Regions from separate parts of the Mus musculus genome. Here regions 1 and 3 are each linked to region 2. The links are chromatin contacts, called in public Hi-C maps. All regions are on one chromosome and are shown on one strand. Each heading gives the region's core, a stretch centred on a gene start, on an enhancer-like site or on the middle of the called end of the contact. The rest is flanking DNA. Distances are from core to core; before and after follow the strand shown.

The links. Hi-C and Micro-C count contacts between places; a contact is called where the count stands out from the background.
Region 1: a contact with region 2 is called in a Hi-C map of bone marrow-derived macrophages, with 39 read pairs. The contact joins two enhancer-like sites. A contact is called at or near these places in 1 of 15 datasets of contacts at CTCF or cohesin (large pre-B cells), 4 of 484 Hi-C or Micro-C datasets (bone marrow-derived macrophages, embryonic fibroblasts and nephron progenitors), 3 of 115 datasets of contacts at active chromatin or transcription factors (bone marrow-derived dendritic cells, oligodendrocyte precursor cells and pancreatic cancer cells) and 3 of 9 other capture datasets (embryonic stem cells, embryonic tail and embryonic trunk).
Region 3: a Hi-C map of bone marrow-derived macrophages shows a contact between it and region 2, with 42 read pairs. The contact joins two enhancer-like sites. A contact is called at or near these places in 1 of 15 datasets of contacts at CTCF or cohesin (large pre-B cells), 4 of 484 Hi-C or Micro-C datasets (bone marrow-derived macrophages, cranial neural crest, embryonic fibroblasts and 1 more) and 3 of 115 datasets of contacts at active chromatin or transcription factors (embryonic fibroblasts, embryonic stem cells and pancreatic cancer cells).

The regions. Positions count from the first base shown.
Region 1 is chr7:144,980,588-144,983,287 of GRCm38.p6, forward strand. No RefSeq gene overlaps it. Among named protein-coding and RNA genes, the nearest start is that of Ccnd1, 42 kb to the left of the region's middle. Within about 2 kb of position 1,269, at least 69 of the 459 cell types and tissues checked have an H3K27ac peak or open chromatin away from gene starts, as enhancers often do. A contact at or near this core is called in bone marrow-derived macrophages and pancreatic cancer cells, where this site is marked.
Region 2 is chr7:145,242,002-145,244,701 of GRCm38.p6, forward strand. It overlaps a transcript of Tpcn2 not described here. Among named protein-coding and RNA genes, the nearest start is that of Smim38, 35 kb to the left of the region's middle. Within about 2 kb of position 1,295, at least 19 of the 459 cell types and tissues checked have an H3K27ac peak or open chromatin away from gene starts, as enhancers often do. A contact at or near this core is called in bone marrow-derived macrophages and pancreatic cancer cells, where this site is marked.
Region 3 is chr7:144,962,835-144,965,534 of GRCm38.p6, forward strand. No RefSeq gene overlaps it. Among named protein-coding and RNA genes, the nearest start is that of Ccnd1, 24 kb to the left of the region's middle. Within about 2 kb of position 1,302, at least 51 of the 459 cell types and tissues checked have an H3K27ac peak or open chromatin away from gene starts, as enhancers often do. A contact at or near this core is called in bone marrow-derived macrophages and pancreatic cancer cells, where this site is marked.

The DNA.
Region 1 (2,700 bases), core at 19-2,518, 260 kb before region 2:
GGGAGAGGGAGAGGGAGAGGGAGAGAATGTGTGTGTGTGTGTGTGTGTGTGTGTGTGTGTGTGCACCCACACTCATGCATGCATGTGCACATATGTTCCTGTGCAGGGACACATCCATGACTATCCATATCGAAGCCAGAGGTCAACCTTGGGAGTTACTCCCTCAGGTGTTGTCCACCTTGTTTTTGATTTGAAACTAGGAGGTCTCACTATGTAGTCCTGGCTGGCCTGGAATTTGCTATGTAGACCAGGCTAGCCTCCAACTCTTCGAGTTTGCCTGTCTCTGACTCTGGGTGTTGGGATTAAAGGCATGCGCTACCATCATTGGTAGGTTTTTTTGTTTGTTTGTTTTTTGAGACCTCTCTCACTGGCCTGGAACTTGGCTATTAATTAGGCCATGCTGGCTGACCAGAGAGTCCCTGGGATCTATGCCTTAGTCCCCCTCCAAAGCTAAGGTTACAAGAACACTGACCAAATCTGGCTTTTCCACATGCATTCTTGGTATTAAATTCAGGTCTTCATGCTTGCCCAGAGAGCATTTAGCATCTGAATCATCTCCTCAGATTTCCTTGTCTCAGAATGTCAGCAGGGCAAGAGCTGAAGCAGGGGTTGCTGTGGCGGGTCTCTTTCCAGTCAAGCCACCTCAGGTCCAGTCTGTGAGTCCCCTGCAGCTATTCCCCCTGTAGAGGCTTTGGGACTGTGTCTACAGCCTTTGGTGGCATAAAAGTTTCCAAGGCCAGTGCCCTTTGCTAAGCCTCTCGGGCCCATAGCAGAGTGTGCAGTAGCACAGAGAACACAATAGAGAAGTTGCACAGTGTGTGTATGTGTGTGTGTGTGTGTGTGTGTGTGTGTGTGTGTGTGTGTGTGTGTGTGGTGTTGAATGGGTCTAAGGAAGAGAGGGAGAGGATGAAAAGTCAGGGTGTGGCCGGCCCCCCTCTCTTGGGTCTCTGCAAAGCATTGCCTCATAGGAGTGGTATTTTTTCCTTCACACAGGCCAAGTGGACTTGACCAGGAGCCTGCCTGGGTCATCTGTAGGGAAAGTCTATGGGAATAAGCGGCGCCTACCCGGGACCCAGCAACACTTCCTGACAGAGCTCAGCCCCTAGGGAATTCCCATGTTGTTGCCCAGGAGAGCTGGCCAGTGGGCATCAGGCTTTTCTGCTTGGCCAAGGCCAGCAGAGAGTCCCAGCGCCTGCCTTCCTATGCTTCCCTGGGCTGGCAGCATGGGTGAGCTGCTGTGAAGGGCAAGAAAGTGAATGGGAGACTGGCTACTGAATATCTCTCAGTTCCCTCTTCCTAGCCCATTTCCTGTTTTACACGGGGCTGCTCTTGGCTTCTCTGTAGATGCCCTCTGGGGCGTCTTTCCTCTGCAGTGAGAGGTTTGCCCACTGTAGGAGATCATCAGAGGGTGCTACCCTGGGGGAGTCCATTTTCAATAGGAAGCTAGCTGGGAGGTGGCTCCTGGAGACACAGCGCACATGCTCAGTTGCAGCTGCCTGGTCAGACAAGACTTCAGGACTTCAGGATTAAGTTTTGCAGATGAGTAAGTTTGAATGTATTGAGTAGATAAAGGGTTTATTGGTTGCACACCTGTCATCTTGGTCACTTAGTAATCTGAGGCAGGAGGATTGCTTTGGGATCAACTTGGACAGTTTATATAGCAAGATCTCTTTCTCTTGCTTCCTTCCTTCCTTCCTTCCTTCCTTCCTTCCTTCCTTCCCTCCTTCTTTCCTTCCTTCCTTCCTCCCTCTCTCTCTCTCTCTCTCTCTCTCTCTCTCTCTCTTTCTGTCTTTCTTTCTTTCGTTTGTTCGTTCATTTAGTCAGGTTCTCATGTAGCCCAGGTTGGCCTCACATTCACTATATAGATGAGGCTGGTCTTGAAAATCTGATCCCCCTGCTTCCATCTCCCAAGTGCTGTCATCTCAATAGAAATTAAGTCACAGCCCATGAAGACCTTCCCACCCATGTGACTACACTAGTTCCTCCTCCCACTGAGGCTGTGGACATAGCCCTCCCACCCCAAACATCCTTTACTCCTTTGTCAGCCGGGCTGTTTTACCCATAGACATGGTGCCTCGGCTATAACATTGCCCAAGGACCCTTGAGTTTGTAGCTTCTGGGGACATAGGTGGTCTGACCTGGTTTCTGCTGGACTAGTGTATCTTGAGACAGATGGAGCCAGAGGCACCCTTGTTTTCCTGGGCCTGGCTTTGGTCCCCACCTCAGTCAGTCTCAGCAGGTGGCCTGTGAGTCAAGGGCGGTGAGACTTGGCTTTCTTTAGTTTGCTGGTAAAAGTGAAAGTCCAGCCCCAGTTCCAGGCCCCCTTCTGACTAGAAGCCAATGGGTCCCCACCCAAAGCCTCACCCAGGGGCTGGCATTTGATCTGTTGGAATTTCCTGCTTGAGGCTGACTCCCAAACCCTCCTGTCCACTCCGCCTACCTTCCCTGCCAGGCTCTTCTTGTCCCTCAGAGAAAGAGTTGAGAGGCCCTGTGTCCTGCAGGACAATCCTTCCCTGTCTGCTCCAGCCCTTCTGCTGGTTCTGGATCACAAGAGGAAAAGACAACTCAGGTACACTTGAGAACAGAAACACCCCAGGTTATAGGTACATGTAATCAAGCCTGACCATTGGGGTTCAACCCAGGGGCCCACATGATAGAAGGAGAGAACTCATTTACCCAAGTAGTCCTCTGACCTTGGTG
Region 2 (2,700 bases), core at 45-2,544:
CCTCAGTGTATTCAGAGGAGGGCTTTTGTCTCCTACCCCGTGGCAATTTTACCACCCGGACTCCTGCCTGGCCTGGAGTTCCCCTCCATTGGCCACCAGCCACCACCACTGGCTGGAGCAGAGATCACCGCCCTGCATGCTGTGGTCACGAGGAGTCCCTGCCCTTTAGTTATGTGGTAGTTTATGTGCCAGGGGAAAGCAAGGCCAACCAGTCCCTGGTGCCCCCAAACACATTCTTGGCATCTCACAAAAATGCTGAAGGTACCTGATTAGAGAAATGCTTTGGGCTCTATGGGCCATGAACTCTGAGCCCTAGGGAGGCAGTGACTTCACACCTCCCCCTCGCCCACCCCGTCCCTGCCAAGTCTGAGCTGCCTACCACATCAGTGACACCATCGCGGTTTCTCTGTCCACGCACATGGCCAGTGTTTCTGTTTTCTTGAGGCATCAGCTTTGATACACACAGAAAAGGGCGGGGGATGTTAATGTGGGGAAGGTATCTATTAAGGTCTGAGCTCCAGTTCCTTCCTGTCAAACGGAAATAAGGATAATCATGTGTGCACATTAAACTGCACATGTCAGAGTCCCCATGGTGGTCACTGTCACCCCAGAGTCTGTTCCAACACTGGCCCAGCCCAAGGTCAACCATTTCCCCATTCAGGGTTCAGTGCCTTCTACACTTTCCAATGTCCATAGAGGACAGAGGATATGTCAGAACATGGCCAGATTTGCATCCCAAACTGGACCCCTTCGGCAGCTCACAGTGGAAACCATGTGGTTGACCCAGAAGTGGACACCCACACATTTCTCCACCTATCAGTCTGCCCATCAGATACCTCCTGGGCATCTTTCTATATACCAGTTCCTCCCTGAGCACCTGGGACTTGGCCAAAAGTAAACTACATCTCTATCCTGGTGAGGTTCACATTCTAGCCAGAGAAAGCCCATGATAGGGGACCCCTAAATACACACCACATCAGACAAGAGGAACACCAAGGGACAAGCCAGGCCGGGAGAGGAGACAGTCCTGGAGACACACTCCTGCCCTACAGTCTTCTGGGGTCCCTTAGGCCAGAAGATCTACACATACATTCAGATGGGCAAGGGGGGACAGTAGAGAGGACAATACACGTGGGCCTTGCAGTCAAGGAAAGCTGCCCAGCCGCGAAGGAAGCCTTTATGAAAATAGGAAGGAAAGATCATTTAGGTAACCACCAGTCTAGCCTTAGAGTGGGGAGGTGAGCGGACTGGGACAGGATCCACCCACTGCCGCTGGAGCTCTGCTGTCCTCTGCTGGACAGATCAGGGATTTCAGGTACCCTAGTCTGGGACTCCTATCTCCTGGATAATCTGCGCCTGCCCCAGGCCCTCACCTGTATGCAAAACACCTCTGGGTGCCAGTTCATACTACCAGCTGGACCCTATGAAGGGCACACATCCCGTTACCCAAGCCAATTCTGGGTGCCCTATGGGTTTACAAGGTGCCAGTGACACCAGCCCACAGCAGGCTCTACTGGGGCCTCAGACATCAATGGCATCTGGGTCTGCATACAGGTGCCAGCTGTCCCAGTGCACACCTCACCTGGGGGAGGGACACTGCTTAAAATGCTCATTGAGACAGGTGAACACAGGACGGAGCACCTTTGTATAGATGCAGAGGTGAAGGGGGTGCTGTCAAGGAGCCCCCAAACTGTGTGCCAAGTAGAGAGCCCGTGAGAAATGCAGCCCCTTCCTTGCTGCCCTGTCACACCAGGCTTCTGTCAGCCATTTTTCAGTGATGCTACATACCATCCAAAGCCTTTCTTAGGAGCTGTGCTCTCCAGAGTGCCTACAGGTCCAGGGTTCAGTGAGGTCAATCCTAAATTATACACAAGGAAACAGAAGCAGTGGGAGAGGGGCCCAGAATAGTGCCCTGGCCTGGAGAAATCCCCAGATATTATCTCCTAAGAATCACCATTAAGTAGGTTGATCTATCTATCATCTATCTATCTATCTATCTATCTATCTATCTATCTATCTATCTATCTATCTACCTACCTACCTACCTACCTATCTACCTATCTATCTATCTATCATCTATCTAAGGTCCACAGATCCCAGAGGGGCTGATCAACCCACAATGTCTAGAACAATCCCCATCTAAGCAGGCAGCGGTGAGTACCAGCCAGCATGTGCCTGCTTGTGGACCCCTCCAGCTCAGGACAGTGTGTTTTCACCAGAGGACAGCACTCTGTCCCACTGGTAGCCCTAGCCCAGCTCAAATATCTTCCAATGCTATCACTTCAGAACAAAGTGACAAGCCAACATGGACAGAACCTGCTTCCCTAGATCACTACATAGAAACAGAAACTGTCTCTTAAGCCACTCTGTCCCTACTGACTTCCAGTCCCACCTCAGGAGTCTGGTGGCCTAGGGTCCATCATCAGCATGAGTGCTGGTAAGAAGCACCCACAGAGGACTGAGCTGCCTCAAGCCTCTATGACAGGTCACCACCGACTGGGGTACACAGACCAGACTGTCTCCCTTCACAGTTTGCAAAGCCAGGCATCCAAGTTTGCTGACATCTGGGCCCCACCCCTCCAAAGGGCCCAGGGAGGAGCCTTCCTTAGCTCTAGCTTCCTGATTCCCAGGCCTCCCTCAAGACATACCTGTATCACTCGATGTCCACCTCCATCACCACAGGGCTCTTCTGTCTCCCCT
Region 3 (2,700 bases), core at 52-2,551, 280 kb before region 2:
CGTATACACAATCACAAATAAGATAAATCATTGAACAATTTATCTAAAGTTTTTGTCAAGTTTGGAGATCAATGTTGCACTTTGTTTATAAAATTATCTTACTTTTTTGCCAGGATAGGGGAGATGGCTCAACTGGTAAAGGTGTTTGCCACCTAACCTAAGACCCCACATTCTATCCCTGGAATCCACATGGTGGAAGGAGAGAATCAGCCCACACAACTTGCCCTCTGACCGCCACACATCACAGCACATGGTCCAACCCCCTCCCCATAAATAAAATAAAAAAATATTCTTTTGTCTCATCTATGCCTGAAAGAGCTTTGAACGGGAAATGAGAACTATTTAAAGCAGTGTCTGTGGATCCCTCTGGGCTTGGAGGGCAACGAAGGTGTTTTTAATCCCCTCACATTCTCTCTCTTTCTCTCTCTCTCTCTCTCTCTCTCTCTCTCTCTCTCACACACACACACACACACACATACACACACACACACACAGACACACACACAAACACACACACAGACACACTCCAAATCTTCTTTGAACTCTGTAGCAGAGGCTGGCTTTGAACCCCTGATTCCCCTTCCTCAATCTACCAATGGCTGGGACTGCAGGTGTGTGCCACCACACCCAGCTTTAAACTTTACTGTTAGGAAGAGTGTGGGGATAAATACCCATCCTTTCTTCCTTTACGCCCTTGTTCATTTTGTTTTTTTATGAGCTTATCTCTTTGTAAGTAACTGTTATCACAGAGGGTCTGAGATTTAGACTCTGATCAGCCTATCCACCTGGTCTCCACCCCTCCTGCTGAGCCCATATAAGTTCTTGCTAGCCATCAGTGATACCAATGATGCCAACTTTTTATGTCTTTGCCAATCTGATAGATAAATCAAAACCAAAAGCAAAAGTCCTTGGGACATTTCAATTTGTGTTCTTTAATTAGTGCTGAAGTTGCTCTCTCTCTCCATATATGTGTGTGTGTGTGTGTGTGTATGTGTGAGTGTGTGTATAAGTTAATATATTATTTTTCAATATATTATTACATAATATATTGTTATAACATAACCTTTTGTCATGCTTTTCAAGAGCTCTTTATATATTACAGATCCTTAAATATCTCACTGGTCAGCTAAAATCTCTCTAGCATGTAGAACTTGTTACAGAATTTTTTTTTTTAAATTTCACAGTATGCAAGTTTACTGTACTGGGCAGAGGCCAAAGTGAGGATGATTCAGTCTTGGGTCATGCGAAGAACTTGAACATGCCCTTTGAATATCCAGAGCTAACTTGAGAATTTGACTCAGCTCTTCAGTGTTCCAGTTTCAACAAGCTCTTCATAGGAAATGAGGGGGAAAAGAGGCTGGGACTGTGAGAACTCCTATCAGCTGAAAACTTACTAGAGACACAAGGAACCCTGCAGGTTAAAATTCATTTCCTGAGCAGCTGCTGGGGAAGCCAGAGTCTTTCTCAGGTTGTTTGGGCCTTGCACCATTGTTGGTTGGGTTCCTCCATGAAGGGTTGGTTGGTCCCTCCACGAAGGGAGGGAGATGTCTGCACTGTTTTGAGTCTCAGGATCCCTTTCCTATCCAGCTGTGGTTTTGCCACTTTGAGGGGCCCTGGGAGGAAACTGTGAACTTGTCATCTGGAGATCAAGCCTTTTTGTAAGACTTCTGTTAGCTCCCAACCCTGGGTGAGGCCAGGTCTCGGAGGGCCTTGTGCCAACCCAGCCTGATAGCCACAGGGAGGGGCAAGGCGGGTCCTCTCATGTGGAATCACCCATACATAGTTTGGCAAGCAGTTTTTTGAAACAAAGCAAACTATCAGGCCAAAGGTTTCAGACCCATAAAATAGAGCCTGGTGGTGTCTCGGAGGATGAGAGGGGTTGGCAGGCCCTGCCTCCCATCACTGAAAGTCTATTCCGAGAAGACAAAGATGGCAGGCCTGTGTAGGTGCCATTAAAATGGACCTTCCTTGTGTCATGGCCTGAAGCCTGCTAGGAAATGCTCTTGTGGGGCTGAGGAGGAGGCTAGGGGGGAACCACAGCAGTAGAGATAGCTGTGTCAGGAGGTCACAGAAAGAAGGGAGTCTGGGAAATCTCAGCCCAAAGCCCTGGTAATATCCAGACAGCCACTGCCACCCCCATGGTGACCAGTATGAGCTGTGAGGAAGCCACCAAGGATATAAGATAATGATTCAGAGGGCTCCCTGGGGGTCAGGCACTGAGGGACACAGAGGGCATGTGAACCAGCCTGCTGGGGGGTCAGGGAAATAGCACAGGATCCCAGTGGGAAGGAGAAGGTGCGCTGAGAGGACTGGACGTCGAACAGGGTCTATGACATCCAGGGACAGGGCACAGGGCCGATGTCCAGGATGGAAGCCAGGGGCTCTCTGTGGTGGCGGTGAGACTCTTCAGGCCGGGGAAAGGACTCACACTGCAGCGAGAAAACGCTTTGACTCCTAAGCAGAGAGTGAGGTTTGGGAACCCCTAGTGATGGGCAGCAGGGGTTGGGAACTCTCCAGACAGTGCCCCAACCCCCATCCAGGCCGCAGGCCAGGCTTCTCCCATGCAAGCCAGGGCTGTATCATGATCTACCTTGTGTAGCATGTGCTGGGGGTTGACATCAGGGAATGGAGTGGTGGAGGTGTGTGTCATGTGAGTGTGTGATTGAGTGTCCACCCAGAGATGACAAATGGCCACCATCA